2 separate regions of the Macaca mulatta genome follow, and region 1 is linked to region 2. A link is a contact called in public Hi-C data. All regions are on one chromosome and are shown on one strand. The core of a region is the stretch at or near the end of the contact, and the rest is flanking DNA. Distances in the headings are between cores, read along the strand shown. Region 1 holds the start of TFAP2E (transcription factor AP-2 epsilon). Region 2 holds the start of C1H1orf216 (chromosome 1 C1orf216 homolog).

The links. A called contact is a pair of places that touch in the nucleus more often than the background predicts.
Region 1: a Hi-C map of liver shows a contact between it and region 2, with 5 times the contacts expected there. The contact joins the promoter of TFAP2E here to the promoter of C1H1orf216 in region 2. A contact is called at or near these places in 7 of 14 Hi-C or Micro-C datasets (CD4 T cells, cortical neurons, fetal cortex germinal zone and 3 more) and 2 of 4 datasets of contacts at active chromatin or transcription factors (intermediate progenitor cells and interneurons).

Annotation. Positions count from the first base shown.
Region 1 is chr1:205,261,046-205,265,424 of T2T-MMU8v2.0, reverse strand. It overlaps TFAP2E (transcription factor AP-2 epsilon), which reads left to right and starts at 2,304. Exons shown (of 7, transcript XM_077963966.1): 1 at 2,304-4,379.
Region 2 is chr1:205,102,251-205,107,083 of T2T-MMU8v2.0, reverse strand. It overlaps C1H1orf216 (chromosome 1 C1orf216 homolog), which reads right to left and starts at 2,983. Exons shown (of 2, transcript XM_077964089.1): 1 at 2,806-2,983; 2 at 1-466. The coding sequence starts at 461.

The DNA.
Region 1 (4,379 bases), core at 1,055-3,554, 160 kb before region 2:
CCCAGGCCTCCACATGTGTGCATGTGTCCCAGGGAGCAGACAACCAGAAATCTCCACCTCCATGCCCCAGAGAGTGAGGAGTCCCTTGGTGCTGAAAGAAGTAGTTCCCGCCGGGCGCGGTGGCTCAAGCCTGTAATCCCAGCACTTTGGGAGGCCGAGACGGGCGGATCACGAGGTCAGGAGATCGAGACCATCCTGGCTAACACGGTGAAACCCCGTCTCTACTAAAAAATACAAAAAACTAGCCGGGCGAGGTGGCGGGCGCTTGTAGTCCCAGCTACTTGGGAGGCTGAGGCAGGAGAATGGCGTAAACCCGGGAGGCGGAGCTTGCAGTGAGCTGAGGTCCGGCCACTGCACTCCAGCCTGGGTGACAGAGCGAGACTCCGTCTCAAAAAAAAAAAAAAAAAGTAGTTCCCAGAGTCTGAAATCATGGGACTGTGACGTTTCAGGGAGCCTCAAAGCAGCAGCAAACCATGGAGAATATCCCTCTCCCCAGTAGCCATAATCAAAATCACTCATTTATCAGATGATCTCTTCAGATTATACCCGGGCTCTATGTGTAGCTACCCAGGATCGTGTTCACGTAGAGCCTTCCTAAAGGATCCCTTAATAGGCCAATGAATTCATAACATCATCCATTGATTTGTTTATCATTTACAGTATTTAATAAGCATTAATTGATTACCTGCCATGCACCAAGCATAGCGCTAGATACATTTTCTGTTTCTCCTTTAATCCTGTGAAGCAGTTCCTGAAAGAGGAAAAGAAAGTCACAACTGCAGAGTCTGGAATGCTCATTAGAATGTTTGAACTCTTTTTTTTCCCAGAAGATGGGTCATGGGGAACCCTAGGGAAGTTTTTAGTAGGGAGGTAACATGGTCCAGTCACTCTTGTTGCTGAATGGAGTTGGAAATGGATCAGAAGAGATACGAATAAAGTCAGGAGATCAGTTAGAGAGTTATTGCAATGGCCTAGATAGTGGTTCTCAAACTTCAGTGTGCCTCTGCGTCACCTTAAGGACTTATTAATAACACAGGTTGCTGGGCTCCACCCCAGAGTTACTGACTCAGAAGGTCATGAGTGGGATCCAAGAACTGGGACTTCTAGCAAGCTCCCAGATATTGTTGGTGATGCTGGTCCAGGAACCACAATTTGGCTGTGTTGCCCAGGCTGGTCTCAAACTCCTGGACTCTCACTTTGAGAGCCACTGGTCTATGAGTAAGAGTAAGGTAGCATAAGGTGCTGAGACAGGGGTGCATTGTGCCCTTTGGGATACCTGCCTCAATTCTCCACTACATACCTTCTGTGAGTGGATGTCTAAGGGTTAGAAATGGCAACACTCCATAAGGATTAGCTGGTGGGGGTTAAGGAAAGGTCCTAGGCTTTTCTGGGATGACTAGCAAGTTTTGAACTTGAAGGAGGGTGGTGTCATTTATGAAACTACAGAGCAAAGGAGGAGAAGCAGGTTGGGGTTGGTGGTGGGGATGGTGGAGGAGATGTTGAGTTCAGTGTTGGACTTGGAAAATTTCAAATGGCTGCAATCTGCAATGAGATGTCTGGAGAAAATATACAGCTGGCGACTGTGTCTATGGGTCTGGATCCCTCACTAGTGATCCAGGCCAGAGATAACACAGTTGGGAGAAAACAGCAGACAGGTAGTTATTAAAGACTTGGGCCGGGCATGAAGGCTCATGCCTGTAATCTCAGCACTTAGGGAGGCTGAGGCGGGCAATCACTTGAGGTCAGGAGTTCGAGACCAGCCTGGCCAACACGGTGAAACCCTGTCTCTACTAAAAATACAAAAATTAGCCGGGCATGGTGGTGGGCCCCTGTAATCCCAGTTACTCAGGCAACTGAGGCATGAGAATTGCTCGAACCCAGGAGGTGGAGGTTGCAGTGAGCCAAGAGTGCACCATTGCATTCCAGCCCAGGCAACAGAGTAAGACTCTGTATTAAAAAAAAAAAAAAAAAAGGGCCGGGCGCGGTGGCTCAAGCCTGTAATCCCAGCACTTTGGGAGGCCGAGACGGGCGGATCACGAGGTCAGGAGATCGAGACCATCCTGGCTAACACGGTGAAACCCCGTCTCTACTAAAAAATACAAAAAAAAAAAAAAAAAAACTAGCCGGGCGAGGTGGCGGGCGCCTGTAGTCCCGGCTACTCGGGAGGCTGAGGCAGGAGAATGGCGGGAACCCGGGAGGCGGAGCTTGCAGTGAGCTGAGATCCGGCCACAGCACTCCAGCCTGGGTGACAGAGCGAGACTCCGTCTCAAAAAAAAAAAAAAAAAAAAAAAAAAAAAAAAAAGGACTTGAGAGGGGATGAGCTCACTCATGAAGAGCACAGATAGGAAGAAAAAGCAGAAGCTTCTCCGCTCTGAGAAAGAGTTACTGACCTGAAGCATGTAGGTGAAAGAGAAACAGAAGAGAAGACAGAAATGGTCAGAGGAGGAGAATGAGGCAAGAAGGGGCTATCAAAGCTGTAGGAAGTAGATTGGGGAAACCCAAGGAAGCCGCAGACAGGCAGCACATCCCGTCACTCTGGCCTTCCCAAGCTTCTGGTGAGAGCAGGGGCATCCCTGCAGCTGGGCACAGGCATCATCTCCTTTGCTGCTCCTAGACTTCTCCCAAAGGAGTCAGTCCACCAACTTCTATTCACGCACTGACACCTGTCCTGGAGCTTGACTTCTGATGCCATGTGGCTGGGGCTGAGAGAGGGAGGAAGAGGGTGTTGCCACAGACTCCCTCATATATAGATACACACACTCCTGATCTCTGACCCATCTTGGGCAGGAAAGTTGCAGAGCTTCCCAATTCTGCTTCATCCACCACCCTCGCTGGTGGTTCCAGACTTCGGAAAGTTCTTAATGATGAATCCTTGGCTTCTAGCCTCCTTCTTTCCCCACCGCTCCCCAGGCTGAGATCATCCAGCCCTGAGCTCTGCACCTGCCATGCGCCTTCTGGGATACCCACTTAGAACCATACATTCCAGGCCGGGTGCAGTGGCTCACGCCTGTAATCCCAGCACTTTGGGAGGCCGAGGCGGGTGGATCACCTGAGGTCGGGAGTTCGAGACTAGCCCGACCAACATGGAGAAACCCCGTCTCTACTAAAAATACAAAATTAGCTGGGCGTGGTGGCGCATGCCTATAATCCCAGCTACTAGGGAGGCTGAGGCAGGAGAATTGCTTGAGCCTGGGAGGCGGAGGTTGTGGTGAGCCGAGATCGTGCCATTGCACTCCAGCCTGGGCAACAACAGTGAAACTCCGCCTAAAAAAAAATAAAAGAACCATACATTCCACGAGTTAATGGTGTCACTATCACCGCTTCTTCTATATCAATAATTTTGCCTTAATCTTCTCATTTACTACTTCACAAAAAAGGACCTTAAAAAAACTAGTCTTCTCTGCCTTCCCCTGCTTTTTTATTGGTGTTGTCAAAGTTGCAGAAACTGAGATCACAGAGGAAACGGGACATAGCAAGGATCACACAGTCAGCCAGAGTCGGGACTAAATCCAAGCCCCTGAGTCTGAGGCAGTAGAGAATAGTGATTCTGAGCAGAGAGGGGCCAAGGCCAGGTTACCCCAGCTCTGCCACTTAGCTGCTTGACCTTGGGCAAGCCATTTAACCTCTCCATGCCTCACCCCTCCCCTGAAAATGGGGATGATATGGGTATCTCTTTCCTAGAGCTGCTGTGAGTGTTAAATAACCCAATATTCGTGAAGCACTTTGCGCAGAGGCTGGCACATTCTGTACTAAGTCTGCTGTGATGATTTCTACTTCGCCCTGGTCTGCACGTCTTCTTGCTTTCAGAAACATCTTCCTTCTGCTTCTTAATTCCCGTTCTCCTTAGCATGCCTCTCATTTGTCCATCTTTAATCCCTGTCTCTGCTTCTCAGGAGGGGAGGGTTGGGTTTGGGGAGAAAGAAAGAGTGAGTGACTATAAAGACTGGAACTTGCTTGACAGCCAGGGAGTGCCTGCCATGGTAACACACAAACATGTAGCCTGTGCATGTTAGCGTAACAATCACATGGCATCCATGCTAGTCAGTTACACACAGTCACTCAACAGTCTCTGGGTATCTCATGCCCACACTCAATCAGCCCAGGTCGCCTGGGGCTTCAGAAATATCTTGGCCCCTGGTCAGGTGGAGCTCATACCCAAATCCATCCCAAGTAAGTCTCTCTCTGTCTGGCCAGCTTGTGTCTCCAACTCCCTCAGAGCCTGGTTTGGCCTTGGAATTTTTCAGCCCAGGAAGCCTGAGTGAAGTGGGCGCCTTCGGGGGATTTTGATCCAGAACCATTCAGGAGAGACTGTGATGGTAGACCCCCTACACACAAACACACACAGGCACACCTGTGCGCATGAGCAGATAGGCTTGAGT
Region 2 (4,833 bases), core at 1,734-4,233:
AAGTGCTGCACAGCCTGGGCCACTGAGGGCAGAAGGGGATCGGGAGGGCCAAGGCCTCGCGGGGTCCCACAGGCAGGCTCAGGACTGCTGCTAGGGCTGTTGATACTCAAGGAACTGCTGGCATAGCCATTGTCCTCCAGAGGGGAGCAGACTGTGCCAGGACCACCCATCTTCTCAGGCTCAGCCCCGGGAATCTCTGCCCCCTCTGGGGGGCTGCGCACCCCTTCCTCAGGGGATCCAGGGGCCTGGAAGTCCTGGTTGTCAGAGGGCGACTCAGAGGAGCTCCTCCTCAGGATAGGTTCCACTCTGCCTGGCATCCCATGCCAATTCTCATTAGCATCCTTGGCACTTGCCATGAAGTTGGAGTTGTTGTCTGGTTGGAGCTCGGGCTGACATACTCCAGGAGGTGGGTCCCCCAGGAATTGGCCCCCCTCAGCTAGCCCTGGCTGGATGGCGAACATCTGGTCTGTAAAGGGAAAGCAGGAGACTGAGTCACAGTAGGACAGGGTGGGGTGCCTGAAGTCAGGGCAACTTAGCTGCAGGGACAAGGCTGAAAGCAAGAGCCCGACCACTCCCTGTCAAGCCCTTTCTCTTGACTCTGGTGACACTTCCCCTCACGGTTTTCGTCCTCCCTGTCTACCTGTTCATTCTCAGTCTCCTGCAGAGGGTTTTTCCTCAGTCCTCAGAGCCAGGCTGTCTTCTGATTTTGCACATTTCTCTCCAGAGGACCTCATTCTCTGCTGTAGCTTCAAGGTCCATCATATGCTGATGACTCTCAGATCTGTCTTCAGCCCAGATCTAACTGCTATCCAACCCTGCAACCAATCATAGGCTCCTCAAATTCTACATAACCAGTCTGGGTGCGGTGGCTCATGCCTGTAATCACAGCACTTTGGGAGGCCGAGGCAGGCAGATCACCTGAGGTCAGAAGTTCGAGACTAGACTGGCCAACATGGTGAAACCCCATCTCTACTAAAAATACAAAAATTAGCCAGGCGTGGTGACAGGCACCTGTAATCCCAGCTATTTGGGAAGCGCTTGAACCCAGGAGGCAGAGGTTGTAGTGAACTGAGATTGTGCCACCACACTCCAGCCTGGGTGACAGAGTGAGACTTCATCCCTCTCCACCCCCCGCCCCCCGCCCCCACCACCAAAATTCTATATAACCAAACAAGCTCTCCTTCAGTATCCTCAGCAAGATGGCTCCACCCTCCATCCAGAAGGCTAGGAGCATCCTGGGCTCCTCACTCTCCTTCCTTCTCCCATCTCATTGATAACCACATTCTGACCATTCTTCCTCTTCCAGGCCATTTCTGACCTGGATTATTGCCTCGGCCTTTTCACTGGTCTCTCTGCCCCCAGTTACAAATGTAAATTTCACTTGTCACCACTCAGAATGCCCTCCCTGAACTCCTGCTAAACCTCTATGTGGCCTACAAGGCCCTGTTTGATCTAGCCTCTGCTCACCCTTCCACACCTGCCTTTTGCCACTCTGTCCCTCCCATCATAGCAAACTGCCCAGAGATCTCAAAACACACCATTGTCCTTCTTACAGTATTCCTTTGGCCTATAATATCCTTCCTCTCCCCTCCCCTCAAAGCTCCTCCCTTCTCCACCCAGCAAATTCCTTTTTGTACTTCAAAATCAGCTGTAATATCCCCATATCTCCATGTACCCATGTCTCTGAAGCTGTCTTGATACTGCCGCAATCAATATTACATAAACAAGCACGGTTAGTTATGCCTTCCTCTGGGTCCCCACTGCCCTGGGTACACACTGTCTTATCCAACTTTGTGTCTGTCCCTGGCATACATGGTCGACGATCAGTGAATGTCTATTTAACTGGCAGTTTTGGTTTGTGGCAATGATCTTGTAATAGCAGTTTGTAATCTAGCTTGGACCTCCCCTATATATCCTCCATCATATTCCCCAGAGTCAGCCAGCATAGAGCCCGGAACCAGGCTATCTGTGCATACTGGTACTTGCTAAGCGAGTGAATGGGAGAAGAGACTGCAGTGAATTTCCATGCTCAGGAAGCTACTCCCGACTCCCCCGGGCTGGAAGAGCTGGGTTCAGTTCCCTCTCCTACCCCAGCCAGGGAGCCCAGCCTTCCCCAGTGACAAGCTTTTCTTCTGAGCCTGCCCACTTCCCTCCCAATGCCTCTGGAACACGGCCACTATCTTGTGTCCCTGTCCCTAGCTTGCTCCATCCTGAGGCCCTGGAGGGCGGGCATACCACACCACTCTTCTCTCCTCCATAACCTGCTTCTAACCAAAATTAGGATTTGAATTGACAAAGGAATTCTACTGACCAAACAGCACTGGGATTAGAACAATTTAAGAGCATGAAGAGGAAGGATATTGTAAGTGGAGCCGGCACTGGGAGGCGCTCCATAGGTGGCATGGACCCTCCCCACCCCCAGCAACGGGCAGAAGTCCTGGGGAGAAGGGTGTAGGAACAGTTCCTTTGTAATCGCCCTCTAAGCAAGGCTTGTGGGAAGGTGCCTACAGATCTCCCCTCGCCCCAATTTTTAATTTTTCCTATACTTGGATGGGGCCATGAAGGAAGCTGGGATGGGGTAGGGGTGGCGCTAGGGATCACAGGGTTCTCAGAAATAGTAAAATAGGAACCCCGCCACCCCAGGACTAGGTCTCCGCCCAAATAGGAGGCAGCCTCCTTTCCTGGCCTTGCGGGAGTGGGAGAACACCCCAGGAGGCAGAGACCATCCTTCCCTAGTCTCCTCGGAGGCCGCTGTGACTCCCCGCTTCCCGCGGCTGGGCCCCAAGCCCCCCGCCTCCGACTCACGGCCTAGAGGCGCCCGATCCGGCGCGTCTGGCTATGGCTCCGCCCGGCCCTGGTGGTGTCTAGTCCCTGGGCTGGGGGTTCCTCGGCCTGGGCGTCTCCGCGGTCCAAGGGTGGGTGCGGGGCTCCCGGGCAGCGCGCCCAGCCCCAGGTCCGGACTGCGGAGTCAGGCGGCGTCTGCGCGGCGGGGCGGAGCGGCCGGGCCCACGTGGGCCGGTTCGGTTTTCCGCGGAGCCGCGCGCTAGGCTCTGCGCCGGAACCGCCTCGCCCCCGCGCGGGGCCGCGTTGAACCAGGCCTTTCAGGTCCGGTGCTCTCTCCTATTGGCGTTCGCTGGGCCCTTCCCATCAGTTCACCTCACTGCAGACACCGTGCCATTTTCAAGTGAAATCTGATTAGTCACCACCTTCCGGCTTTAAACTCCTCTAGGACTTCCCCACAGCCGGGACAACCCCTAAGGCAGCAGCCGCGGGGCTCTGCGCGTCCGGCCCTCCGTCTGCCTCTCCGGCTTTGTCCTCTACCCTCCCTCTCCGCAGCTACCCTCCCGCACGCCCCTTTCCGCCACGCGGCTTTGGCACGCACGGTTCCCTCGGTCTAGCAGTCTCTTCCCCCTCTCGATTTACTCCTATTTCAGCTCTCTTCTCGGAGAAATCTCTGACTCCCTAGATCGCATTCGTTCCCCCTTGTATGTCAGGGCACGTTCCTTTTCTTCATAGCATTTATCACAATTTGGAATTATATATTTCTTTTTGTGCTACTTGACTAAAGTCACTGAGACCGGGCGCGGTGGCTCACGCCTGTAATCCCAGCACTTTGGAAGGCCGAGGCCGGCGGATCACCTGAGGTCAGGAGTTCGAGACCAGCCTGGCCAACATGGTGAAACACTGTCTCTACTAAAATAGGAAAATTAGCTGGGCGTGGTGGCGGGCGCCTGTAATCCCAGGTACTCGGGAGGCTGAGGCAGGAGAATCGCTTGAACCTGGGAGGTGGAGGTTGCAGTGAGCCAAGACTGTACCACTACACTCCAGCCTGGGCAACAGAGTGGGACTCTGTCTCAAAAAAAAAAAAAAAAAGAGAGAGAGAGAGAAAGAAGAAGATCCAGCCTGGGACAGGTCCCAGGGCTGATGTCCTGTACCTGGGATGGGGGCTCTCCACAGGACACAGAGCCCGTCCATGACACCTGTGCAGTGGGCACTAGTGCTTTTGCCCAGGTGAGGAGGAACAAGGTTATAAAAAGGGTCCTGGCTTCCAAACTCTAGTGAATTCTTCTCAGAGCTCCACTCTACTGAAGCTTGATCCCCCTCTTTTGCACCCTGGGGAAATGTGAAGTTGGGGACACTGTTTGGAATAAAAGAGAACAGAGTTTAGTAATTGCTGACCCTAATATATAAGGTACCCTCTTCCAGTTTCAACTTGATTCCAAGTCACCATTCTGCAACCTAGATACTAATTGGCAAATTGAAATCACACCAAGAAATCCTATATGCAAAAACAGGGAAAATGGAAAATAAATTTTTATGATTATGATGACTATTTTAAGAGGGAAAAGGAAATAAGAAGAAGGCAGAAGTAATTCAAACTTTGCACACTCCTCCAGCTAAGAAAATACAGGTGGAGATGTCAGCCTCATTTCTACATCAGATCCTGTGGCCTAAGTTCTCTCCCTTCCCTTATCCACTTCAGGTTCCCCTGGCCTTCAGCCTGGGGTGACCCAAATCCAAATCCTTACTGTTGGTTGTTTTTTTTGTTTTTTGAGATGTATTCTCGCTCTGTCGCCTAGGCTGGAGTGCAGTGGTGCAATCTCGGTTCACCGCAACGTATGCCTCTCAGGTTCAAGCGATTCTCTTGCCTCAGCCTCCCGAGTAGCTGGGATTACAGGTGTATGCATCACGTCAGCTAATTTTTGTATTTTTAGTAGAGATGGGGTTTCACCATGTTGGTCAGGTTGGTCTTGATCTCCTGACCTTGTGATCCACCCACCTCAGCCTCCCAAAGTGCTGGGATTACAGGCGTGAGCCACTATGCCCGGCCCA